4 separate regions of the Mus musculus genome follow, and all the other regions are linked to region 1. A link is a contact called in public ChIA-PET, Hi-C and promoter capture Hi-C data. All regions are on one chromosome and are shown on one strand. The core of a region is the stretch at or near the end of the contact, and the rest is flanking DNA. Distances in the headings are between cores, read along the strand shown.

Evidence for each region. Promoter capture Hi-C pulls out the DNA fragments that hold promoters and counts their contacts. A called contact is a pair of places that touch in the nucleus more often than the background predicts. ChIA-PET counts read pairs in DNA pulled down with a chosen protein or histone mark.
Region 2: a contact with region 1 is called in a Hi-C map of CD8 T cells, with 3 times the contacts expected there. The contact joins the promoter of Ccdc61 here to the promoter of Clptm1 in region 1. A contact is called at or near these places in 1 of 39 promoter capture datasets (pre-B cells) and 1 of 484 Hi-C or Micro-C datasets (CD8 T cells).
Region 3: an RNA polymerase II ChIA-PET map of memory CD8 T cells shows a contact between it and region 1, with 15 read pairs. The contact joins the promoter of Irf2bp1 here to the promoter of Clptm1 in region 1. A contact is called at or near these places in 3 of 39 promoter capture datasets (the C10 cell line, erythroid cells and pre-B cells), 1 of 15 datasets of contacts at CTCF or cohesin (large pre-B cells) and 3 of 115 datasets of contacts at active chromatin or transcription factors (astrocytes, fetal liver and memory CD8 T cells).
Region 4: a promoter capture Hi-C map of liver shows a contact between it and region 1, with 2.5 times the contacts expected there. The contact joins the promoter of Six5 here to the promoter of Clptm1 in region 1. A contact is called at or near these places in 3 of 39 promoter capture datasets (cranial neural crest, liver and second pharyngeal arch cranial neural crest) and 3 of 115 datasets of contacts at active chromatin or transcription factors (the 230-238 cell line, bone marrow-derived macrophages and large pre-B cells).

Annotation. Positions count from the first base shown.
Region 1 is chr7:19,661,827-19,668,347 of GRCm38.p6, forward strand. Clptm1 (cleft lip and palate associated transmembrane protein 1) reads right to left here and starts at 3,204. Exons shown (of 14, transcript NM_019649.2): 1 at 3,108-3,204. The coding sequence starts at 3,179.
Region 2 is chr7:18,906,727-18,913,247 of GRCm38.p6, forward strand. It overlaps Ccdc61 (coiled-coil domain containing 61), which reads right to left and starts at 3,678. Exons shown (of 14, transcript NM_001033314.3): 1 at 3,407-3,678.
Region 3 is chr7:19,000,687-19,007,207 of GRCm38.p6, forward strand. Irf2bp1 (interferon regulatory factor 2 binding protein 1) reads left to right here and starts at 3,372. Exons shown (of 1, transcript NM_178757.4): 1 at 3,372-6,077. The coding sequence starts at 3,751. The coding sequence ends at 5,505. It overlaps Mypop (Myb-related transcription factor, partner of profilin), which reads left to right. Exons shown (of 3, transcript NM_145579.3): 3 at 1-1,080. The coding sequence ends at 475.
Region 4 is chr7:19,091,531-19,098,051 of GRCm38.p6, forward strand. It overlaps Six5 (sine oculis-related homeobox 5), which reads left to right and starts at 3,014. Exons shown (of 3, transcript NM_011383.1): 1 at 3,014-3,888; 2 at 4,702-5,489; 3 at 5,626-6,521. The coding sequence starts at 3,107. The coding sequence ends at 6,215. It overlaps Dmpk (dystrophia myotonica-protein kinase), which reads left to right. Exons shown (of 15, transcript NM_001379257.1): 11 at 151-314; 12 at 409-506; 13 at 678-724; 14 at 1,017-1,102; 15 at 1,420-2,291. The coding sequence ends at 1,579.

The DNA.
Region 1 (6,521 bases), core at 1,954-4,453:
GCCAGGTATGTTTTTGTTATTGTGTCTCTATCTATGCTTCCCCACCTCTTACTGGAGACATGCGGTCCAAGAAAGCAGAGCCTGTTCTATCCACTGCCTGTATCAGCTGAGGGAATGAGTGCGGGGCTAGCCTGAAGAGAAGCAGGCTGCTGGGACACAGGCTCCATGCTAAGCCAGCAGGCTGGAGAGGGTGGCAGAGAATGCGAAGGCAGTAGGGAGGAAAGCACAGCTCCTGCTTGCTCTTGCCTCTGTATCTTGAACTCAAAGACCCTCCTCCAGGAACACCCACCAGTCTGGTAAATAATTACGACCACTTACAGGACCATGTCCTCAAGGACTGCTCAGATTCACCATGACCACCTCAGACTCTATCTCAGCACGGCCTCTGGTTCAGCAACCATTCACTGCTGCAGAGATGCGTCAGGGTAGAGCACCTGTCAGTGATGGGCTAGGGCTGTAGCTCAGTGCGGGACTTGATAGGCATGCAGGAATCCTGGGAATTCACTGCCTAGACCACTAATAAAACAGAACAAAACAAAACTTCTTCCAACTTACCATCTCTGCCCAGCCTAAGCTGGGGGGGGGGGGGGGGGCGCTAGAGATACAGTACTGACCAAAAGTCCAGTGGAGGAGACAGACACAACACACAGTGGGCAGGCTGGCAGGCTGGGCCATCAGATAGGATGTGAGGATGACCCAGTCTGGGAGGATTTCTTTCTTAAGGAAACTTGAGGCCTGAGACCTAAGAATCATGTCAGGAAGCTGAGGCAGGAGGATTCTCAGTCTGAGGCTGGATTCACTCCATGGTGAGACTCTTGTCTTCAAACAAAACCAAAACCTGCCCATCCTCACGTGATCCTGCACGTGCAGTGTGTTTACAGCTGCCCCGGGGTGAGGACTGTGTGAACGAGCAGAAAAGAAGACCCGAGAGAGAGGGAAGAAGAGGGAAGACAGGCCAAGACTCCAAGGAAGAAGACTGGAAGCACTCACTCTAGTGGGTGAGGTTCACAGTCGAGGCCATTCTTCCAGTCAGCTGGCTCTCCAGCGCAGGTGATTCTGTCTCCATCACCCCTGCCCCCACCCCGAGAACATTTAGAAACTTCTAGAGACATTCTTGATTGTCAGGCCAGGAAAGGGTACACATGCTACTGACATAAGTATGCAAATACCATACTTATCACTGCACAGGGCAGCCCCACAGTGAGGAATTTGCCAACTCAAAGTGTCAATACCAAGGTGTTTTTAAGCTGGACAGTGGTGGCTCACAGCGGTATTCCCAGCACTTGGGAGGCAAAAGCAGGTGGATCTCAGAGTTCCAGGCCAGTCTGGGCTACAGAGTGAGTTCCAGAACTATAAAAACAAACAAGCCAGGGTATAATGGGCACACCTTTAATTCCAGCACTTGGGAGACAGAGGCAGGCAGAACTCTCTGAGTTCTAGACCAGCCAGGGCTACAAAAACGTGAGATGGCTACAAAGACAGTCTCAAAAAATTAATAAAAACGAAAAGGGGGGAGAGAAAAAGAAAAAGAACAAAGAAAGCCTAGTCTAGTCTAAAGAAAATAGTTCATGCCAGATCTTGATCTGCTTTAAAAAAAGAGAAAAAAGAAAAAGAAAAAAAAAATGTGTACTTTATCCTGAAGGCCAAAGTATGAGCATTAAAACTTTTCAAGCATAAGCTAGGATTAGAAGTAGACTGTCATCCCAGCACTTGGGAGGCTGAAGCAGAAGGGCCACCATCGGCCCTAGCTTCATAGGAAGACCCTGACCAAAGTCACAAAGCAAAGATTTAGAGCAGAGATGGGAACCAGAGAGGCTCCACATGTGACTGGAAGCTCAACAGTCTCTCACGCCACTGCCACCCAATAATCAACAGAAACTTACAGGAGCCAGTCCCAAGGACCAGAGGCTAGGACGTCCCTGCAGACCCCGCTGGTGTATTCACCACAGCAGGGATAAACCAGCAATTTCCTGAGCTGTGTGCACCCAAGGTCTGGTTGGAAATGCCAGAAAGACTCAGTCAGAAAAGGTGGGTTCTACCTCATCACTTGAGTGTATCTGTCCCCCTCCTTTGAGACCCTACAGCCCCTCATCCCGACTTCTGTCACTTCCCGAGTCTGTTTACGCTACCATCTCCTCTCCCACTCCCCTCACTGCAGGGACATGACTGGAGACATCTTTATAGCCATAAGGCTGGCCCTCTCGCCCAAGTCCTCCATTAACCACTGGGGAAATAAAGACCCAAAGGAAGAAAACTTGTCCAAGGTCACATCCAGTCAGCTACATGCACCCCTCCCAGTCGGTACTCCTCACCCCTGAGCTGCCTCCTACACGGCAGTGACATCCCAGTGGGTGGGTCGACAGCACCTTGCTTCCACTCCATCAATTCCAGCAGAAGCCTGCACGGTGCCTGAGTGAACTGCTATGCTCTGAGGTCTCAGTTTATTTGAGGTGGTAATGGGTTGGGAGGCAAACGCGCCTGGATCAATTATTTCTCTATTTATTTGATCAGCTTGGGCTAAAACAGCGCCCATCTCAGCCCAGACCACCCACAGTCAGCTTTTTCCTAGAACGGACACCAAAACTAACCTGGGTGACCTTCTACAAGCGCCTTCGTCTTGTCGTCCCTCGGATCCTTGTCTGTGAAATGGGTCGGTCGGCCTCCGCAGCCCATGCCCTCTACCCACCACAATTACCGTATTTGCCCTGAGCTTGAAAACTCTCAATTAACCAACCACTGCCCCCGATCTCGGGCACTGCGGAGCGGACCAGGAACACCAGCCCTCTCTAGAAACAGTGCTGGAGGCTGGAACCACACAGTCGAGGACCGAGTCTGCGCCCCTCCGCGCCACCCTCTCCTCCGCTCGAGCAAGGAGTCCGCTGGACGCCCGGCGCGAGCCTGCAGGAGACCCGGCGCGCAACAGGGCCGGGTTCCCGCCACCGTCCGGCCTCCTGGGCGGCCGGGCGCCGCCAGGGCCCAATATTCAAGGTCCCTCTGGGGCATGGAGCCCCCGGTGCACCGGGTTCCTCCAAAAAGGACAAGACACTCCCTGCAGGGGTGCCCCCCGCTGGGGAAGAGCCCCCTCAGGCACCTCTCGGCCTCCGTACCTGACCAGAGCTGCCTCCCCCGGCCGCCACCACGGCGCTGCCGGCCCCGTCCGCCTCCTGCGCCGCCGCCATCTTCCTGCTCCGGGTCCCCGCCCCCGCCGCCAGCCCCGCCCCGTCCCCGACGGCGCCAGCGCGATCGCGCGAGATTTTACGCTTAACCCGTCCCCACCAGGCTTCCGTATCAGAATGGAGCGCCTCAAGCCACGCCCTCTTGAAGGACCAACTAGGCCACCGTACTCGACGTCCGCCCCTTTCACCGCAATTTGGTTGTTTTGGTCTAGCAGGGAGTGACTTCTCCGAGTGCTTGAACTTTCTATAGCAGGAAATGCTCTTTTCATGGGTTCTACTTGTTACACTCGGCCAAGGTGGATGGTTATTTTTTTGATTGTATGGTCTTCCCAAGCAATTCCACCGCAGTTCGGATGGCCGTTTCTTCTCGGGTTTTACAAAGTCGATGGTTTCGGAGCTTTTCCGGCCACCGTAGCGATTCGCTAGAGCCACGCCCCTCTTGAAGAGAAAACCCCTCTCTGGCTGCGGATTTTCGACCTAAGGGGTGGTCATTACTTTGTTCTTTTCGCTTCTGATGCGATTTCCTTGTCTTAAGCTTTCGTCATCAACCCTCGGAGACTGTAGTTCATCCTTAGGCCGTATCTGCTTTCTTACGGACACCACACCTGGAAATGGGACCCTAGTCACTTTTTTCAAATAAAGACTCGTTTATTTGTTTTATGTACACGAGCACTGTATCTTTATGTCAGCAGAGGGCATCAGATCACCTTATAGATGGTTGTGAGCCACCGTGTGGTTGCTCGGAAGTAAACTCGGGACCTCTGGAAGAGCAGATATGCTCTTAGCCGCTGAGCCACCTTCATCCCGGACCTTAGCCGCTTTTAGGCCGCTTAGTTTAGCACTCGTCTTCCATTAGGGGTCTGTGCTTTCTTGCAAACCTCGAATCTTTAAACACAAAGACAGGATCTCATTCTGTAGCCCAGGCCGGCCTCAACTCCTGATCCTCCTGCCTCAGCCTCCAGAATACTGGGATTAAAACATAACATACATGAGAGTAATAATCCTATTTTCTCCTTTTGTTTGTTCGTTTTGATGGGTAAAGGGAAAGGTCTTGAAATGAAGCCCTGGCTGTGGCAAGCATAGAACTTGCGGCATCTTCTAGCCTCATCCTCAGGAGTGCTAGGAGTGCTATCGGGGATTACAGGTTATGTCTCAGCACATTAAACAAGTGAGAGACCAATTCCTTTGGGTTCAGACTCCATCTCAGAGAATCTGACTTAAGATTGAACTCAAGTAAACTAACAGGCCGGTACCTAGCACTAGTTCTAGGCTACACCGCAACAAGAGCTTGAATAAAAAGATCCTAATGCAATTGCTTTGGATTTGGCTCCTTGGTGGTCTTTTTGGGGTTCACGAACGTTTGTTTCATGGCACAGCACAAGAACACCATGATTTTACATTAGATACAAAATCTCTCAAATTGTTAGCTACAAAGTTAGTGAATTATATCAGTTACAAAAAGTTCTCAAATTTTATAGTAACTAAAAAGTCAAAGATTGTTAGACCACAATCAAGGACTGGGAGTGTTGGTGCTCGACTTTAGTCTCAGCACTGAGAAGGCAGAAGCCAGTGAATCTCTAACTTCACCTGTTTCAATAAGCAATTATAAGATACCCAACAGGAAGACTGAGAACTGAACACTGATCCTCTGGAAACAAGCCCCCTTAATTGGTGAGAGTGTCTATATCCCTACTAAAACACTCTTTAAAAAAAAATAGCCGGGTGTGCTGGCTCACACCTTTAATCCCAGCACTTGAGAGGCAGAGGCAGGCAGATTTCTGAGTTCGAGGCCAGCCTGGTCTACAAAGTGAGTTCCAGGACAGCCAGGGCTATACAGAGAAACCCTGACTCAAAAAAAAAAAAAAATTCATTATTTTATGTCTTCATGTATGGATGTGCACCATATATGTGCCTAGTGTCCTTGAAAGCCAGAAGAGGGCGCCAGGTCCCTGGAGCTGGAGTTACAGACTATTGTGAGTGGCCATGTAGTCCTGGAAATGGAACTCGGGTGCTCCAGAACAGCTAAGCCATCTCAGCTCCAACTAAAAATCTCCTTAACATAAGGGCCTGGAAAGATGTCTCAGCAGTTAAAAGCACTGGCTACTCTTTCAGAAGACACAGGTCCCTGACACCCTCACACATGCAGGCAAAACACCAATGCTCATAAAATAAGGATAAATAAGTTAGCAGGGTGGTGGTGCACACCTTTAATCCCAGCACTTATGAGGCAGAGCCAGGCAGATCTCTGAGTTCGAGGCCAGCCTGATTTACATAGTTCCCAATGAAGTCTGTATTAGTTACTTTCCTGTTGCTGTGATGACCAACAGCAAGTTTTGGAAGAGTTTATTTTAGCCTATAGCTCCCAAGAGTACAGTGTGGTGGGGGTGGAGGGACATAGGAGCAAGCAGCAGGCATGCTGGTTGGAACAAGAAACAGAGAACGTGTCCCCAAATGAATGTATTAAGCACAGAGAGGGAGAGGGAGGGAGACTGGCATATTTCCTCCAGTAAGGCCTCAGCTTCTAAGTGGCCCCAAACAGTACCACCAACTGAAGACCAGGAGTCCACACCTCTGATCGTATGGGGTACAGCCACATTCAAACCATCACACTGTAGGAGAAATGAACCCTCTCTGTAGGCAGTTTTCACTTCCTCATTGAGTTCTCACATTTCCTGGACCTGAACAGGAAGAGCAAAACAGGCCCCCAGACAGAGGCCTTTTCTTCTTCCCATTTTCCTTCATGCACCCTCTTCATTTTTCATTGTTCTATTCTGCCTCAGTTTCCCCCCAGGGAATACCAGCAGAGTTTCTACCTGTGTAGAAGGGCCTGGGCTTCCAAGCCAGACAGGTGTGATAGGGGACACCTGTAAAGATCACAAGTTCAAGGCCACCGACAAGTTCTAGGTCAGCCTGAGTTACATGCTGCTGAGTCTAGAAGAAGAAAAGAAATATATGAAGATATGTCTGAGCTGGTTGGTGGCACACACCTTAAATCCCAGCACTCGGGAAGCAGAGGCAGGCGGATCTCTGTGAGTCTGATGCCAGCCTAGTCTACACAGTGAGTTCCAGGAAAGCCAGGACTAGAGAAACCCTGTTTTTTTTTTTTTTTTTTGTTTTTTTTTTTTTTTTTTTAAAGATTTATTTATTGATTATATGTAAGTACACTGTAGCTGTCTTCAGATACACCAGAAGAGGGAGTCAGATCTTGTTACGGATGGTTGTGAGCCACCATGTGGTTGCTGGGATTTGAACTCAGGACCTTTGGAAGAGCAGTCGGGTGCTCTTACTCTGCTGAGCCATCTCACCAGCCCAGAGAAACCCTGTTTTAAAAGAATGAGGAGGAAG
Region 2 (6,521 bases), core at 2,428-4,927, 750 kb before region 1:
GCTGGGAACTCACAGGTTTATCACAGATCCTCATTCACGTCCCAGTCTGCCATAGGTAAGGTGCTTGCCATTTTATGGTAAGTGAAGTGAAGATAAAGCCAGGCCTGGGGTCAAAAGCCTGTTAGCAACAAGCTGGAATGTAGACTCAAAAGTCTAAGACCAACATGGGCAACAGTGAGGTCAAGGCCACTCTGGGTAACTTAGTGAGACTCGGTCTCAAAAGAGAGGGTTATGGGCTGGTGAGATGGCTCAGCGATTAAGAGTGCCGACTGCTTCCAAAGGTCCGGAGTTCAAATCCCAGCAACCACATGGTGGCTCACACCATCTGTAATGAAATCTGATGCCCTCTTCTGGAGTATCTGAAGACAGCTACAGTGTACTTACATTAAATAAATAAATAAATAAATAAATAAATAAATAAAATATTAAAAAAAAAGAGAGAGGTTATAGATGTAGCTTAGTAGTAGGGGCTTACCTAGCATGTGTGAGGCCCTGGGTTAAATACCAGTTACTGGGGAAGGGGTGGTGTATATATATACATACATACACACACATACACACACACACACACACACACACACACACACAACATTTGGGACAAGAGCACTAACATTGTACACTGTCGTGAGCACTGAGTTAGTCAATGTGTAGGTGTCTGGCACTCCCCCTTAACACCCACTCTTAGCTGACAGTCCAGAGGCCAGCCACAAAAACCTTATTCCCAAAGCCTGCAAGCATGGCTTGGCAGAAGACAGCTGACTTGCCTAGAATCCACAAGTAAGAGACGAGGGCCATGGCTCAGCCATACAGCACTTCACCGTCCCTTGAGATGTAAATAAATAAAAACAACCTCTCCTAATTGTCACTCTTCCTACCTCTCAGTACCTTGGCCTGGCATAGATCTGCTTGCAAACCTACAGAGGAATGCCAAGATAATGTCTTGGCACTAGGAAGACCTGCAAGGTCATTCCTGACACTCTCCAGTCTCAGCTTCGAGATTCCAGGTGGCACTACAATGTGTCCAGTTTATTGCTGCAGTCGACTCCATTCCCAGGAAGGAGCCCCTCCCAGCTCGCTATTCCACCTTCCACCATGGAGAGGCCAGAGGAAGGGCAGTTAACTCTAGCATAGTAACTTTCTACACCTATGTGTTCTTCAGGAGCCCAACACTAGTAGAGAGATCTGAGCAGTCCAAGGAGTAAACGAAGGATCTGGTGGCTCTGAAAGAGACAAAGCCAAGTGACTAAACAAGCAGCCAGCAAGGCCTCATGCAGCCCCCATCTGGACTGAGACCTTTGGCGAGAGTGGGGAAATCACTCAGACATCTGTGGGAAGGGGAGACAGCAGTATAAAGCATGTGTTTGCTACGTTTAAAAGACACCGAGACCTTCGAGGTCCCAATAACGCAAGCAAGGCGTTTCCAAAGGTGTGTGGTTGTGGAGAGGAAGGAGGACAGAGCTCTAAGTATCTGGAGATCCTGTGAGCAGGCGAGGCCTAGGGAAGAGCGGGTGGGATGCAGGCGGGGTTAACAGAGGAACACAGGATTTGGCTTTTTTGCTTGCTTGCAGAGGGATCTCATGGAACCCAGGCTCAGCTTGGACCCCTAACCCTTCCGTCTCCACCTCCCACCTCTGGGATTACAGCTGCTCATCACCACGCCTGCTCTCACTGAGCTAGGGAGCAAAGCCAGAGCTTGAAGCAAGCTAAGCAAACACTCTCCCAACTGTACAAGATCCCTTGCTATCCATCCTCACCCTAACTTGTTTGAGAGTCTCACCGTGTGTGTGTGTGTGTGTGTGTGTGTGTGTGTGTGTGTACACAATCTTTTTAAATGGGAGAGAAAGGAAGTAGTGATGAAAAGCCAACTCCTAAGTACCTGAGAGGAAGGGCCTGCCAGGCTGAATAGGGATACCAAAGAATCATTTGGGGGCAACTGCATGTCAGCTGGACTTCCAAGCAAAGAAGAGCTGGCCTTTGGATAGAGCATGGAGTTCAGAGATGGATACGGGAAAGAGACATCTGGGTAAACAGAGTGAGGGAAGTGGTATAGAAAAAGTGATTGCCCAGAACATGAAATTCGGGTATGAAAGGATTAAAGAACTCGCCCAAAGCCACAATGATTTCCATAGTGGGTCCCAGAGTCAGTGCCAGGGCCCAAACTTGGGCAAACAGATACCAAAGCTCACACTCTCTTCTCTAGGTTTGTTTTGAGACAAGGTCTCCCTCTTTAGGTAAAACGAGCCCCAAGCTCATCCTGTGACCCAGACTGATCTCAAACTGCCAGTCCTTCGCCTCAGCTGCCCAGTCCTGGGATTACAAAGGTGTGCCACTGTAGGATGCGTTATGACACTTCAGGGTTCATTCAGAGGGGCTGTCCAGACGACTCAATGGGTAAAGCTTCCTGCTGTGTAAACCCAAAGAGCGGAGCTTGACCCCTAGAATCCACAGAAAGGTGGAAGGAGAGAACCAACCCAGTGTTGTTGTCCGACCTCCACAGCCACAGCCATATAGCTGGTCCTTGCTACTTTGTGGGTTCTTTCCCCCAGGCTTTATCTCCCATTTTCACCCCCTAAATACTAGATAGGAGAGAAAACAAGGATAGAGGGGAAGAGAGGAATTAGGAAAACCCCTGAATCTAATTTCTTTCCTTTTGTTTCTTCTTCGACCGTGACTACTAACAAACCACAACCAACCTTCCTAAATGACCAACAACCCTGCACACATGCACATACACATACAGGCACACATGCTTCTTGGGGGCCCTAACATTTATATGCTCTCTAAAATGTTCCCAAAATTCCAAATGTCACACAATCGAAAAAAAAATTATCTGCAGCTGGCAAAAACACACTTCTGCTAGAGCAAGCGGCAAATCATAGTAAGCTGAGAACTGTCCAAAACAGGTACACCTGGGATTAAAATGAAAACATATTCTTATAATATTTCTGTGTTTTTTAAAGGAACCAAAATTCCAAAGCTGTCACTACACACCCATCCTGTGATATGAATCCCCCTCCCATCACACACTTGTGTGAACACACAATAATTTCTATGCGTTCAAGGAAAAAAGGCGAGACACTGTCTCAAAAACAAAACATAAGACTCGTTCCCGACCTCGGCAGCAGTGGTAGAACTATTGACTAACATTTCAAAGTTTGTCATCTAGCACTGCAAAGAAAGCGAGAATTAAAAGTGATTTCACGACAAATAACTTGCTCAGAGCCTGCACACAGTAAACGCCTCTGGTCCGTAGGGTAGGAACACACCCTCAACCCTGGAACCTCAACCCTGCCTTGTCTTCACCTGCCTCCATCCTCCAAACCAACTCAAGTTCAGAACCTACGGCATCTCGAGGACACCCCCTCCGCACCTCGTGGGGTGTAATATATATAAAATAAAACTCTACCTTACAAGCTCTAGTGCAGTATTCGGTAAGGGTTCTCTAAGTTCTAGCCGCGTATCTCGCGAGCGACAACATGATGCATTAAAGACCCCGTGAAATCTCCAGCTTGCATAGGTTCTGGCGTCCACCTGCGTGAAAGAATCGGTGCTCTGGGGACTCCCCACTGCCCGCGCCTGCAGCCCGCGCCTGGAGCCCGCGCCCACACCCGCGTACTCGCTCTTCACCTCCACGGACTCGATCTTCACGAGCGGTTCAACCGCCGAAGTTTCAGCTCCGCCCACATCCGGCCTTCTCACTTCTGATTGGTCTGATCTTACAGGCAGCCATGTTTCCATAAGTCAAAAGCGACGCCCGTCACTCTGTCCCGCCCCCATGGGAGAACCCGCCTTCCGAAGTTTACAATTGGTCTATTTGGAAGAGGCGTTACTAACACGTGTGGGGAGACCTCCGAGGTTTACAGTCTGTTTCTAGTGATTATTGGGTAGATATTCTGCCAATCATAAGAAAAAGGTGGTCCCTTGGAGTAGAAGGAGGATCCCGGAAATAGCATTTTTACTCCGCCTACCACACCCACCACCCCCAGCAAGGCAGGCCTCGCCCACAGAGAAGGAAGGGGCTGACTAGAGTGTGGAACTTGCTCAGAGGAAGGTCCGAGCCTTCAAGTCAGGAGGCTTAGAGGATATTCTCAACTGTAAGGACAGCCTAAGTATACCCTGATCGGTTTGCTAGACTTGGCTTTGTCAGTGCATGCATGACAAAACCTCAAGTGGCCCAAGCTAGTCTCCTATGCATCCTTGAACTCCTGATCCTCCTGCCTCCACCTTCCCGGTACTGAGATTACTGGAGTTGTACCACCATGCCTGGCATGGCACTGGCTTCATTAAAGCTCAACACAGCAAAGTAGGAGTTATTTTTTAATAGTTTTAGATTTATTTATTTTATATGTGTGAGTTTTATGCCTGCGTGTATGCCTGTGCACGACGCGTGTGCCTGGTGCCTGCAGAGGTCGGAAGACGGCGTCAGGAGCCTCGGACTGTAGTTACAAATGGTTGTGAAGCACCTTAGGGATGCTGGAAACTGAGCTCCAGGCCCTTTAGAAGAGCAGCCAGTGCTCTTTTTCTTTCTTTTCTTTCTCCCCAACCTCCTGAAGTTGTCTTGAGACATATCTCACGCTATAGCTTTGGCTAGCCTGAATTTCACTACGTAGATCAGGTTGTCCTCGAAGTCACCGAGACCCCCATGCCTCTGCCTCTACCTCCTGAGTTCTGGGATTAAAGGCACATACACCATGGCATCAGGCTAGAGGAGTTTACTTATTTATTAGATGACACTTTGTGTGTGTGTGTGTGTGTGTGTGTGTGTGTGTTAGGGTGCATGTGCCACGACCACAGCATCTGTAACCCTATTCCTAACAAAACAAGAACAGGATACCAAGCTTTCACTAGCCAGCCTGCCTAGCCACTCAGTGAGCTCCTGGTTCAATGAGAGATCCTGTTCTCAAAAATTAAGGTGTGGAGACCTTGAGGAAGATTGCAATATTCACCTCTGATCTGTGCAAGGGCAGACAAAGGCTCAGTGGGAGAGCCCCTGCCTAGAATCCCCCAGTGATGGGCTGGGGGCGTGGCTCAGTGGTAGAACCCCTGCCTAGAATCCCCCAGTGAGGGGCTAGGGTGTGGCTCAGTGGTAGAGCCCCTGCCTAGAATCCCCCAGTGAGGGGCTGGGGGCGTGGCTCAGTGGTAGAGCCCCTGCCTAGAATCCCCCAGTGAGGGGCTGGGGTGTGGCTCAGTGGTAGAGCCCCTGCCTAGAATCCCCCAGTGAAGGGCTGGGGGCATGGCTCAGTGGTAGAGCCCCTGCCTAGAATCCCCCAGTGAGGGGCTGGAGGGTGTGGCTCAGTGGTAGAGAAAGCTGCAAAGAAGATTCTGACCCCAGACTAGATGCCTGGAAGACACAGAAACCAGCCAAGTTGCCTGGAAAGGTTTAGACCACAGTCACTTGGAAAGAACATCCTCCAACATGCTGAGCTGCCTACAGGCTGTTCAGTGTGCTCCAGGATCCCAGCTTTGATGACCTGTCACCCATACTGAAGTGGGCTTTTTCGTGATGTAGCTGTCTTTGAGTCATTTCTGCTCTTATAAGTAACCCTAATTAGATTCATTGTTCACCAAGTTAGACTTTGGTGGTATCGGTACTTAGACCTATCATGGGTTTCCTATCTAGGGTGAGTAGATATGTGTGTTACATTTCCCTAGGAAAAGTTTTCTCACAGAACATATTCACATGCACACAGTTGTGTACTAATACCACATACATACATACATATATACATATACAATATTATTCTTATATTGATGAATATCTTGAATATTGATATGTTATTCTACAGCAATAGAATACTCACATAACCCAGCAATTCTATCCCCAGGTTTGCACCCAAGAAAACTGAAAACAGATGGACAAATATTGATATATGAATGTTCACCACAGCAATATTTATCGCAGCCACAATATGTAAAGAGCCTGAACAGCCATCAAAGGATGAACAAGTGGACAATATGTGATATATCTTTACAATGGAATAGTATTAAGTCATAAAAATAGAATACTGATATATACCTCAGCATGGCTGAATCTTAAAAACATGATGCTATGTGAGTGATGTCACACACAGAAAAGGTCACATGATCTATGAGTCCATTACATGGCATGTCTAGAGCAAGCAAGTCCATAGAGACAATCAGGGGGTTATTGGTGCCAGGTACTACAGGAAGCCAGTGCTAAAAATGCCTTAGAACTAGGTAAAGATTGTGACTGAACAGCATTGTAAATGTGATCCAATGCTTCTGGCTCATGCACTTCAAGATGATTAACTTCATGTTATATAAAATTTCACCTCAATAAAACAATTTTAAGCAAAGGACTAAGGAATAACTCGAATGAGAAGCAATGGTGGCTTTTACAGAGGTGGATGCAGTGGAGATGGGCAAGAGTGGTTAGAATCTGCATGTGTTCTCAAGGTAGCAGTGGCAAAATTCACTGATGGACCGAATGGTGCACGTGGAAGGGAGGGAATGAGGAGAGTCTACAGTGATTCTGAAGGGGTTTTGAATCAGGAAAGTAG
Region 3 (6,521 bases), core at 2,122-4,621, 660 kb before region 1:
CTCATCTCCTAGCCCAACTCCTCCTCGGCCCACCTCAGCCCCAGAACAGTCCCTGGACTTCCTGCGGGCTCAGCAGGAGACTGCCAATGCTATCAGGGAGCTGGCTGGCACCCTTCGGCAGGGACTGGCCAAACTGAGCGAGGCCCTCAGTGCCCTGTTACCCCTTTTGCCGGGAACCCCAGCTGACCCGCTGCCCCCGCCCCCACCGCCACCTCCGCCCCCACCTCCCAAACCAGTCCTGCCACCCTCTGCCCCCAAGGTGGAGCTCGCCCCAGAGCCTGTGTCTGTGGTAGCTGCTGTTGTGGATGGGGCTGTAGTGGCAGCGAGGGGAGTGATCATCTCCCCCAGGAGCGAGGAAGGGGTGCCCAAACCACTACCCCCAGCCCCACCACTTCCCCTCCACGACTCACCCCCACACAAAAGGAGGAAAGGTTTCCCTACACGAAAGAGGCGGGGCCGCTGGAAGTCTCCGTGAAATCTACCCTTGTCCAAGCTCCTGCCTGCAACCCCTCTCCCTGCTTGGCGCAGGCGCAGTCGAGGAGGAAGATGCTCTTTGCCTATCCCAGCTGCACCCTGGCTTCCTGCTCTAGGGGCGTGAGCACCCCACTTCCTGTGCTAGTTAGTGCCTGATTCTCTGGGCGAGTCCCCGGGTGGACTCCCTCAGCCCCTTTCTCTGGTACAGTGGTGTCCGCCTGACTGCCTCCTGTAACCCCAACTTCTAAGCCATCAATTTTATGTTACTATATTGCCCTTTGTGGGGTGGGAGGGGGACCTCCTGGCTCTGCGACATGCTCCTTTGCCTAATAGTTACTGTTCATGACTTAAAGAGAAGCAACGTGTGGGGACCTCCCTACTCCCCCAGCCCAGACTTCTTCGGAAGGGTTGGCAGTTGCTAGACAAATCAGAATATAGAAGGCAGAGGACTCCGAGGAGGAGGCAGAATTCTGACTGGGGGAGGTATAGGTTGGGTCCTTTGCCTCTCATTGCTGCGAGGTGTGTCTGACCTCCGGAGCTCAGCCCCTCCCTTCCTTTCTCCTCAGTGCTGACAAGATGTCAATAAACTTATTTTCATACAATTAACTTGAGGCTCTGAGACAGGCCTTGGGAGTCCAGCACTTAGGGACTGCTCCACCCCGCCCCAGAGGACATGCCTCCTGAACTTGAGGCAGGTGATTGCCCCTCTAAAAGCCTTAACTAACCCTGGTGCAGAAGCACACACTTGAAGGTTGCAACAAACAGAGTTTATCTAGGTCTGTTAAGAGCAGTTCAATAAAGTAATTGGGTAGTTAACTCAGGCAAGGACAGAGACGGGGCAGAACGAAAAATAGGCTTTTACAGCCTTAAAGAGCCTATCAAGGGATCATGGCTCATACTTGCCATTCCTGTACTAGGGAGGCTTGCTGTGAGTTCAAGGCTAACCTGTGCTTCAGAGACCTATCGTTAGAAAAAGGAAAAATAAATAAAGCCAGGCATGGTTAATGTATTTTTGAAATCTCAGCCCCCAGGAGGTTAAGGAAGGAGGACCCAGAGCTCAGGCCAGCCAGCCTGGACCACCTAGTGAGGCCCAGTTTCAAAATTAAAAATACAGGCTGGTAGTACATCTCAGCACTAGAGCACTTAGCATAAGGCCCTGGATTCCATCCCAGTACCACGTATAAGCAGGAGAAAGTAAATAAACAGTAGTACAGGAAACCTATGGTTGTGAACATAGTATCTCCCAGGAAACGATAAAAATAGGCAATTTGTTTAAGGGAGAAGTGTTAAAACAGTAATGCAGGTGGTAGTTAAATTGTAACGCTGAAATAGAAAGCCAGGGCTGCTGTGACTACTCTGGGGTGGGGGTGAGAAAACCACCAAGCCTCCACTAAGTGCAAACCTGGAAGAACGCAAAGAAGACACTGGGGGGGGGGGGGGGAATTGAGACCACCAGCGGGGATCCAGGCCAAGTGAGGGGAAAGGGCTGATGTGAGCTAGGTCCTGGAGACATATGTCGCTTCTCCTAGCTCCCCCCACCCCCCCAAAAAAGCTAAAAACATGGGGTGCCCACAGCCGATTGGGCCCACCAGGCCATTAAGCACTTGGAGGTTTGGGGTTGCCCTTCCCAGCAATCTCCTCTTGGCTTCCTCATTCCAAATATAAGAGTAATAAGAGCCCCCTAACCTGGGGGGTGGGGGTGGAGGGAGAGGGCGAAATTCCCTGCTAGCAAGGGGGGGGGGCAAGAATCGGGAAGGCCTTCCCCCCCCAAGCTTCCAAGCAGAGGAAGTACGTCAGTGCGTCCATCTCGCAGAGCATTTTGGGAATTGTAGTGAAATTGGAGGTGTACCGAGAAGCCAACTCTGTAACCCTTTAGAGACCAAATACGTGCACAGCTGGAGCAGAATTGGCAGGCTCAGAGAACGTTCTTTAGCAGATGAGGAAACTAAGGCAGCCGCCTGGCTCGGAAGCCTACAGTCTTATCATCCTGTAGCCTCTGGGCCGCCCTTGAGGCTAGTACCTAAGACACTGGGAAGGACAAACTGCCAAGTAGACACTACTCTCCAAGAGTTGCCTGAAACCATCCCCTTGAAACCGTCCAATCAGAGCCTCTCCGCCCCAATTCCCCCAAAGCTGCTGCCTTTCTAACCGGTTATTGGCCCTTCTTGAAGGGGCGGGATTCTAAGAGAGGGCAAGACTCTTCTAGAACTGCTCAGCAAATCAGAGCAGAAACTGCTTTCCGGCTTCTGGGTATGGTGTCGGGACTGTAAACCCACAAGGAGGCTGAAGCAGGGAGATTGCAGCAAGTTTGAGGCCAGCCTAGACTACATAGGCTAGCCTTCTAGGCCAACCTGAGCTAAAGAATAAATCTAAGTCTTAAGAAAGAAAGAGGGGGGGCTGGTGAGATGGCTCAGTGGGTAAGAGCACCCGACTGCTCTTCCGAAGGTCAGGAGTTCAAATCCCAGCAACCACATGGTGGCTCACAACCATCCGTAACGAGATCTGACTCCCTCTTCTGGAGTGTCTGAGGACAGCTGCAGTGTACTTACATATAATAAATAAATAAATAAATAAATCTAAAAAAAAAAAAAAAAGATTGTTTAAAAAAAAAAAAAAGAAAGAAAGAGGGGGCGGGGAAAGGGGGGAAATTGCATCCACAGCAACTTGGCCACCCGAGCATTTATGAAACCATTACCCACTCCATGGACCCTGTGTGCGAACCCCAGCTTCCTGGCGAGGCACAGTGAAAATTAAGCACCCAGACCAGCGCGCGCCCTCTTTTCCCGCCACTGCTTTCTACCCAGTCCCCTTTAAGAAGCAGCCCCGACGGGACTACATTTCCCAGAAGGCTTTGCCCGCGCGTTATGTAACTTTCCCTGCGAAGCGGCCTCTGGGGCAGAAGAAGGAGGTGGAGGCGACGGCGGCCGTTGCAGCGGCGTCGGCGGCGCGAGCGGAGCGGCGGGAGCCTGGGGCGGCGGCGCCCGAGGCCCATCGAGGAGCTGGAGCTGTGCATCGCGGCTCACGGCGCGGACCGGACGGGGGCGCCGACGTGCGTGCTCGTGGCTTGCCTTTTCCACCGGAGGCGGGAGTGAGAGAGAGAGGAAAAAAAAGGCTGAGGGCCCAGGGGGCGGGGAAGGGGGGCCGGGCCTGAATCCGGCGGGGAGGCCGAGCCCGAGGCCGGATTGAGCGGCTCGCGCGCCCGTCCCGGGGCACGGCGGAGCGAACGTGGGCGGCGGGTGCACAGCAGGGGCACCTGGCGGCGTTCCGGGGGGCGCCATGGCGTCCGTGCAAGCGTCCCGCCGCCAGTGGTGCTACCTGTGCGACCTGCCCAAGATGCCGTGGGCCATGGTGTGGGACTTCAGCGAGGCTGTGTGCCGCGGGTGCGTGAATTTCGAGGGCGCGGACCGCATCGAGCTGCTCATCGACGCCGCCCGCCAGCTCAAGCGCAGCCACGTGCTCCCCGAGGGCCGCTCGCCCGGACCCCCGGCTCTCAAGCACCCGACTTCCAAGGACCTAGCCTCCACGGGCTCCCAGGGCTCCCAGTTGCCACCCCCGCAGGCCCAGGCGCAGCCATCGGGGACCGGCGGTAGCGTCTCAGGCCCGGACCGCTATGACAGGGCTACTTCATCCAGCCGCCTGGCGCTGCCTTCGCCGGCTTTGGAGTACACCCTGGGGTCCCGCTTGGCCAACGGGCTGGGCCGCGAGGAGGCCGTGGCGGAAGGGGCACGCAGGGCTTTGCTTGGCTCCATCCCCAGCTTGATGCCCCCCGGGCTGCTGGCAGCTGCAGTGTCTGGCCTTGGAGGCCGAGCTCTGACGCTGGCACCTGGCTTAAGCCCCGCTCGTCCACTTTTCGGCTCCGATTTCGAGAAGGAGAAGCAGCAGAGGAATGCGGACTGCTTGGCAGAACTGAACGAGGCCATGCGGGGCCGGGCGGAGGAGTGGCATGGGCGTCCCAAGGCTGTAAGGGAACAGCTACTGGCTCTGTCCGCCTGTGCCCCTTTCAATGTTCGATTCAAGAAGGACCACGGGCTGGTGGGACGGGTGTTCGCCTTTGATGCCACTGCCCGCCCTCCGGGCTATGAGTTCGAGCTGAAGCTCTTCACCGAATACCCCTGTGGTTCTGGCAATGTTTACGCGGGGGTCCTTGCAGTGGCTCGCCAGATGTTTCATGATGCTCTTCGAGAGCCAGGGAAGGCCCTGGCCTCATCGGGCTTCAAGTACCTCGAGTATGAACGGCGCCATGGTTCAGGGGAATGGCGCCAGTTAGGAGAGCTGCTTACGGATGGGGTCCGCAGCTTCCGAGAGCCTGCTCCTGCGGAGGCCCTGCCCCAGCAGTACCCAGAACCGGCCCCTGCTGCTCTGTGTGGCCCACCTCCAAGAGCCCCATCCCGAAACCTGGCGCCCACTCCACGCCGTCGCAAAGCATCCCCTGAGCCCGAGGGCGAGACAGCTGGGAAGATGACCACGGAGGAGCAGCAACAGCGGCACTGGGTGGCGCCAGGCGGTCCATACTCTTCAGAGACCCCTGGTGTGCCCTCACCTATTGCTGCCCTCAAGAATGTGGCCGAGGCTCTGGGCCACTCACCCAAGGACCCTGGTGGGGGTGGAGGCTCTGTCCGCGCAGGGGGTGCTAGCCCCGCGGCTTCCTCCACAACCCAACCACCGGCCCAGCATCGTTTGGTGGCACGCAATGGAGAGGCAGAAGTCAGCCCCACTGCCGGGGCTGAAGCTGTCAGCGGGGGTGGTAGCGGCACAGGGGCGACCCCTGGAGCCCCCTTGTGCTGTACCCTGTGCAGAGAAAGGCTGGAAGACACCCACTTCGTGCAGTGTCCCTCGGTACCCGGACACAAGTTCTGCTTTCCTTGCTCCCGAGAGTTTATCAAGGCACAGGGCCCAGCCGGAGAGGTGTACTGCCCCAGTGGAGACAAATGTCCACTGGTGGGTTCCTCTGTCCCCTGGGCCTTCATGCAGGGCGAGATCGCTACTATTCTTGCTGGTGACATCAAGGTCAAGAAAGAAAGAGACCCCTAGGCTGCCACTGCCAGGCTTCTTTCCCCTCCCCCTTAACCATCACCGCATCTGCGGATAAATTATTCCCTACCGCACCCAACCCTGTACCACCCTAACCTATGTATATACCCTTTCCTCTGCCCAGATGGGTCCCCTGGGGTAGATACATTGTGGGTGGGGGGAGAGAGCTTGTGGCTCCTGTCAGAGAGGGTGTTTGGGGTTCCTGGGCCCCTCCTTTCTTTTTCCTTTCTTGGCTTGGCTTTCCTGCTGTTGGTAGTTGGGTGAGAGGTACCCCGCGTGTCCTTGAGAAGGGACCTCCTGAGAACTCGCTCTTTATAAACGAAGCAAAAGCATTTTATTGTTCCCCCTCTCCCACCCTTTTCCTCCTTCAATAAACTGAGAGATGGGTTGTTCTTTTTCCCCCTTCTTGTTCCCTTTAGTTTTTATGAGATGCTGCGCCCCCTTCGGGATTGGACTTGTCCTGCGCGCAAGAGGACTTCTGCGTTGTGACCACTAGGTGGTGCCTTTTGTCCAGTGGGCTGCTGTTTGTAGTAGTGTACATTTGCTGTGCTCTAATTAAAGGTGTAGTCGAGGCCGGTTTTGCAGACGATGGTACTGAGATTCTGACAGGGCTTGGCTCCTGCACGGCGATCACAAACTTGAGAGTAGGTTTGCACTACAGCTGGCCCTCTGAATGCAGAGACATCAGAGGAGGGAAAAGAAGTAGGAAGTGTTCTAGAGGTAGTTTACTTGGAGATATTTCTAGGGGCACTGTCCATGGAAAGAGTGAGTTGAACCTTCCTGGGTAAATGTATATGGGAGCAGGATGGTACCTTCTTGCTTCATATAGTGCCCAAGAGATGGACACACCTGAGAAACCTGAACTGGGCTCACGCCCTTCATCTGGGGACAGTGGCTATCACCCTAAAACACTTAGGAGCTAAGTAAAAGGCTCCCGCCCACCGCGGCTGCTTCTGATGTGTGTGCGGCCTTGTCCCGCACCTGTCCTGGGTGACTGATCATTAACCAGGATTTCC
Region 4 (6,521 bases), core at 1,764-4,263, 570 kb before region 1:
GGAGGAACACGCTAAACTTCTGACTTCAGCCCTTCAGTTCCCCTGTTGACTACACTGTCCCCAGGGACCCAGGGATGGGGAGAGGTGGACGGGGGAGGGAAGTACGGGACTGATCCAGCTCCAGGTCCCAACTCTGATCCCCACCGACAGGCTGAAGAGGCTGACCTAGTGGCTGTCCCTGCCCCTGTGGCTGAGGCAGAGACCACGGTAACGCTGCAGCAGCTCCAGGAAGCCCTGGAAGAAGAGGTTCTCACCCGGCAGAGCCTGAGCCGCGAGCTGGAGGCCATCCGGACCGCCAACCAGAACTTCTCCAGGTCAGGGTCACAGTGCTGGGGTGAGGGGAGAGGAGAGCAGCAACCCTCGCAGTCTCCTCACCGATAGGTCGGCTCACTCCCCTATCTTTCCCAGCCAACTACAGGAGGCCGAGGTCCGAAACCGAGACCTGGAGGCGCATGTTCGGCAGCTACAGGAACGGATGGAGATGCTGCAGGCCCCAGGAGCCGCAGGCGAGTCCCTCACCTGCTTCCAGCCAAGGGGGCACTGGGTGGAGATGGGGGGCATGTTGGGTGTGTGAACCCTCGGGGCAGGGGAGGAGTCCAGGCTGGGGCACCGCAGCCGCGCCACTGCCTTTCTCCTCCATCCTCCACACTCCATACACCTCTCTCTTCTCCTTCCAGCCATCACGGGGGTCCCCAGTCCCCGGGCCACGGATCCACCTTCCCATGTAAGACCCCTCTCTCCCCTCCCCGATCCCCATCTTAGATATGCTACCCACAGCCCTTCTCCCGTCCACGTTTAGGGTCCATTCTCCTTGGGGGTTCCAGAAGAAAGCTGCCCTTCACTCATCCATTCAGCATGCACTATCTACCAGCTCTCCCTCGTTTCAGGCTTCTCGCCAAATCCTCCCCAAGGGAACTCCCTATACTCCCGTTCTGGCCTCGACTAGATTCCCGCACTGCCTCTCGCCCTGCTGCTGGGCTCCGATCGGGTCACCTGTCCCTTCTCTCTCCAGCTAGATGGCCCCCCGGCCGTGGCTGTGGGCCAGTGCCCGCTGGTGGGGCCAGGCCCCATGCACCGCCGTCACCTGCTGCTCCCTGCCAGGGTATGTCCCACGTCCGCCCACCACGGGCCTCTGCCTAGCTCTGCCCACTGAGTGTCACCACTGCTTGCTGTGCCTCTGTGGAGCTCGGCCCACCGCAGGGAGGGGGGGTATTCGGGCGGCCAATCAACACAGGCTGCTGCTAAGTAGCCAATGACGAGTTCCAACAGGAGCTCTTTCTTGCGAGCAGACCAACTTTAGCTGCGGGCTGTGGGGACCAGAGATGCGCTCAGAGGCCCATCTATGGGTATAGGCTGGGCGGCTCCCAGGAGCCAGTGGGCCCCTGTAGCCTAGTGCTAATCCAACCTTCTCTCCTGCAGATCCCTAGGCCTGGCCTATCCGAGGCGCGTTGCCTGCTCCTGTTCGCCGCTGCTCTGGCTGCTGCCGCCACACTGGGCTGCACTGGGTTGGTGGCCTATACCGGCGGTCTCACCCCAGTCTGGTGTTTCCCGGGAGCCACCTTCGCCCCCTGAACCCTAAGACTCCAAGCCATCTTTCATTTAGGCCTCCTAGGAAGGTCGAGCGACCAGGGAGCGACCCAAAGCGTCTCTGTGCCCATCGCGCCCCCCCCCCCCCCCCACCGCTCCGCTCCACACTTCTGTGAGCCTGGGTCCCCACCCAGCTCCGCTCCTGTGATCCAGGCCTGCCACCTGGCGGCCGGGGAGGGAGGAACAGGGCTCGTGCCCAGCACCCCTGGTTCCTGCAGAGCTGGTAGCCACCGCTGCTGCAGCAGCTGGGCATTCGCCGACCTTGCTTTACTCAGCCCCGACGTGGATGGGCAAACTGCTCAGCTCATCCGATTTCACTTTTTCACTCTCCCAGCCATCAGTTACAAGCCATAAGCATGAGCCCCCTATTTCCAGGGACATCCCATTCCCATAGTGATGGATCAGCAAGACCTCTGCCAGCACACACGGAGTCTTTGGCTTCGGACAGCCTCACTCCTGGGGGTTGCTGCAACTCCTTCCCCGTGTACACGTCTGCACTCTAACAACGGAGCCACAGCTGCACTCCCCCCTCCCCCAAAGCAGTGTGGGTATTTATTGATCTTGTTATCTGACTCACTGACAGACTCCGGGACCCACGTTTTAGATGCATTGAGACTCGACATTCCTCGGTATTTATTGTCTGTCCCCACCTACGACCTCCACTCCCGACCCTTGCGAATAAAATACTTCTGGTCTGCCCTAAATCCCGCGCAATATCTCTGTTGTGGAAAGGAAACCGCCCCGCAGGCCAATGGAGAGTCCAATAGAGACAACCAATGGCTTGAGTGGGAGCTAGAGGGGAGGCAAAGCGCACGAATCAGGTTGAAGGGTGGGGCTTAGGCATCCAGCCAGTAGGAGAGAAGCAACAAGCCACCAGAGACACCACCGCCCCCCACCCTCCCCCCCAGCTGTGACCCAGCTGTGCCACTCAAGTTTGGAAAAAAGTAGGGGGTTGGGCCAGCAGCGGGCACACCATCTTCCCACTGCGCCTGCGCAAGCCACGCGCATCCGCTTTTTGGACCGACACTCCAGAAAAGTTGCTGCAAACTTTCTAGCGCGATTCCCCGCCCCTCCTCCCAGCTAGATCCACCGCCTACCCGCGGGGCCGGGAATTCCGAGGGGCGGAGCACGGCGCGGAGATGGGAAGGGAGGGGGCCCTTCAAGGGACCCGGGAGATGGGAGCGGCTTCGCGCCCTTAACCCTCCGGACGGCCCATTACCTTCTCCGTTGCTCTGATAGGGAAACTGAGGCCCTGAGTCAGAGGCACACAAGGGGGGAAGGCCAAAAGCGCGGCCAGAGACGGAGGGAAAACAAAGAATCCTGACAGCCCGGGAGGGGGGCGGACACACAGGGACAAGGACAGACCCGAGTGCAGAGCTGGGTCTAGTCTTTGGGAGGGGGCCAGAAGACTGCAAGGGGACCGGGGGGGGGGGCGGCGAGGAGGACTGGGCGGAGGAGGGGGCTGGGGAAGCCCGCGGGAGGCGGCAAAGGAGGGAGGAACTTTCCAAAGTTGCCAAACATGGCTACCTCGCCTGCGGAGCCGAGCGCGGGGCCCGCGGCTCGGGGGGAGGCGGCGGCGGCGACCGAGGAGCAGGAGGAGGAAGCGCGCCAGCTTCTGCAGACTCTGCAGGCAGCCGAGGGGGAGGCGGCGGCGGCCGGGGCGGGAGATGCGGCGGCGGCGGCGGACTCTGGGTCCCCGAGTGGCCCGGGGTCTCCCCGGGAGACCGTGACCGAGGTGCCCACTGGCCTTCGCTTCTCGCCCGAACAGGTGGCATGCGTGTGCGAGGCGCTGCTGCAGGCGGGCCACGCCGGCCGCTTGAGCCGCTTCCTGGGCGCGCTGCCCCCGGCCGAGCGCCTACGTGGCAGCGATCCGGTGCTGCGCGCGCGGGCCCTAGTGGCCTTCCAGCGGGGTGAATACGCCGAGCTCTACCAACTTCTCGAGAGCCGCCCTTTCCCCGCCGCCCACCACGCCTTCCTGCAGGACCTCTACCTGCGCGCGCGCTACCACGAGGCCGAGCGGGCCCGTGGCCGTGCGCTGGGCGCTGTGGACAAATACCGGCTGCGCAAGAAGTTCCCTCTGCCCAAGACCATCTGGGATGGCGAGGAGACCGTCTATTGCTTCAAGGAGCGCTCGCGAGCGGCGCTCAAGGCCTGCTACCGCGGCAACCGCTATCCCACGCCTGACGAGAAGCGCCGCCTGGCCACGCTCACCGGCCTCTCGCTTACACAGGTCAGCAACTGGTTCAAGAACCGGCGACAGCGCGACCGCACTGGGACCGGCGGTGGAGCGCCTTGCAAAAGGTGAGGGGGGAACCGACCCTCCTTCCTCGGTGGCCGCTGGAGTCTGCGCAAGTGACCCTTCACATCCCTCTTCGGTGGCGTCGGCGAGTGCATAGGCTGAGCGTGGAGAGACCAGGCACACCCTGGGTTCTCTGGGCATCACTGCCTCAGGGGCAGAGGTTGTTCCAGCTACTTCTAAGCTGGGAACGCAGTGCCAGGAATGGGGGGGGGGGCGGGGGCGGGACGGGCAGTGAGAAAAGTGAGGTATCCCTGGAGGAGCGGTAGTAAGGAAGGGAAAGGGGCCTTTGTCTAAGGCACCCAGGGTAGGGACCCGCTTTTGGGGCCTCTGCAACCTGGCCCCTCGGTAACCATTACTTACACCCACCCCCACGCCCCCTCCAGCCCAAACAGCGTGGTCTGTCGCTTGTCTTTGTTGTGAAACGTGAACCTTCTCCGGCTCCGGTTTCCCTGTAACCCAAGCCCTTCCCCTCCCACCTCAGCGCCAGGCCTCTAGCTCTGGTCTCTGACGCCGTGGGGGTGGGGGGTGAGGAAGAACTGGAGTAAAAGCTGCTGCCTCACTCCGCAGCCACGCGCCTGCCGACCCAGGGGACTTGGGGCAGTCTGGGTGCTCGGCTGCAGGCCAAGGCGACTGGAAAACTTTCCTCCAGCTTAGCATACCCGCCGCGCTGTCAACCCCAGCAGGCTTGTAGAGACCCTGGGATTTGGGTGGGTTCTTTGAAGGGCTAAAATAGTTAATCGGAGCTTGGGTTGCCTCTGCCCCTAGGGCGATGAAACCTTCAAACCTAAAAAAGACGTAACCCTTTTTCCTTCCAGCGAGTCTGATGGGAACCCCACTACGGAGGATGAGTCCAGCCGCAGTCCAGAGGACCTGGAGAGGGGTGTGGCCTCCATGGCTGCTGAGGCCCCCGCCCAGAGTTCCATCTTCCTGGCGGGGGCCACCTCTCCTGCAACGTGCCCTGCCTCCTCCTCTATCCTAGTGAATGGGAGCTTCCTGGCCGCCAGCAGTCCCCCAGCAGTGCTCCTCAATGGTAGCCCAGTCATTATCAATAGCTTGGCCCTAGGAGAGAACTCCAGCTTGGGGCCCTTGCTACTCACAGGAGGAAGTGCCCCTCAACCACAGCCCAGTCTCCAAGGGGTCAGTGAGGCCAAGAATTCTCTGGTCCTGGACCCTCAGACAGGAGAGGTTCGACTGGATGAGGCTCAGTCTGAGGCCCCTGAGACCAAAGGGGTTCATGGGACTACTGGAGAGGAAATCCCAGGAGCCCTGCCCCAAGTAGTCCCAGGCCCCCCACCTGCCTCCACCTTTCCTCTGACCCCGGGAGCTGTGCCTGCTGTGGCTGCTCCTCAGGTTGTACCGCTCTCCCCTTCTTCTGGGTACCCAACAGGCCTGAGCCCCACCTCCCCACGGCTGAACTTGCCCCAGGTGGTGCCCACCTCTCAGGTGGTAACCCTGCCTCAGGCTGTGGGGCCACTCCAGCTGTTGGCAGCTGGGCCAGGCAGTCCTGTGAAGGTGGCAGCTGCAGCGGGGCCTACCAATGTGCACCTGATAAACTCTAGTGTGGGAGTGACTGCGCTGCAACTTCCCTCGTCCACTGCTCCAGGTACCCTTTCTGCTTTCTTGGGGTCTGAGTGGGCTTGGGGAGCAGGTGTCTCCCACCTGATAGTCTCTTGGAGTTAAGCCTACTGGCACCCCTGCCTGCCACCCAGCATCTTCCACTCCACCTCTTTTCTCTACAGGAAACTTCCTCCTGGCCAACCCTGTGTCTGGTAGCCCCATTGTCACTGGGGTAGCTGTGCAGCAGGGCAAGATCATCCTCACTGCCACCTTCCCCACCAGCATGCTCGTCTCCCAGGTCCTGCCTCCTGCCCCCAGTCTAGCCCTGCCCCTGAAGCAAGAGCCAGCTATCACAGTGCCTGAAGGAGCTCTCCCAGTGGGCCCCAGCCCCACCCTCCCAGAGGGTCACACTCTGGGGCCAATCTCTACTCAGCCACTGCCACCTGCTTCTGTTGTCACCTCTGGCACCAGCCTGCCTTTCTCCCCGGACTCCTCTGGCCTGCTTTCCAGCTTCTCAGCACCCCTACCTGAAGGTCTGATGTTGTCACCTGCAGCTGTGCCAGTCTGGCCAGCAGGGCTGGAACTGAGCACAGGAGTAGAAGGGCTGGGGACACAGGCCACCCACACTGTGCTGAGGCTGCCAGACCCTGACCCCCAGGGACTGCTTCTGGGGGCTACAACAGGGACTGAGGTTGATGAGGGGCTAGAAGCTGAGGCCAAGGTCCTGACCCAGCTGCAGTCGGTACCCGTGGAGGAGCCCTTGGAACTGTGACTGCCTGCATTTAACCACTTCTTCTGACAATGGTGTCAAGGTGCTAGGACAGGAAGAGGAACCCTCAGTAAAGTGGCTGCAGTCTGAAGTCCCACACTACAGCTCTCCTACCTGGATAAGCTATAAGCCCTACAGGAGCTACAGGGACCACCACAGGTCAGGGAACTGTCCTCCTGATGGCAGATCTTGTTACAGCCCTCTCCTTGCTCTGCCTGCCCAATATGTGTGGGCACTAGGGGTCTTGACTTGGGCTTTGCCATCCTCTACATAATACTAGTGTGAGAAGGCCCTGCCAAGTGGCTAATT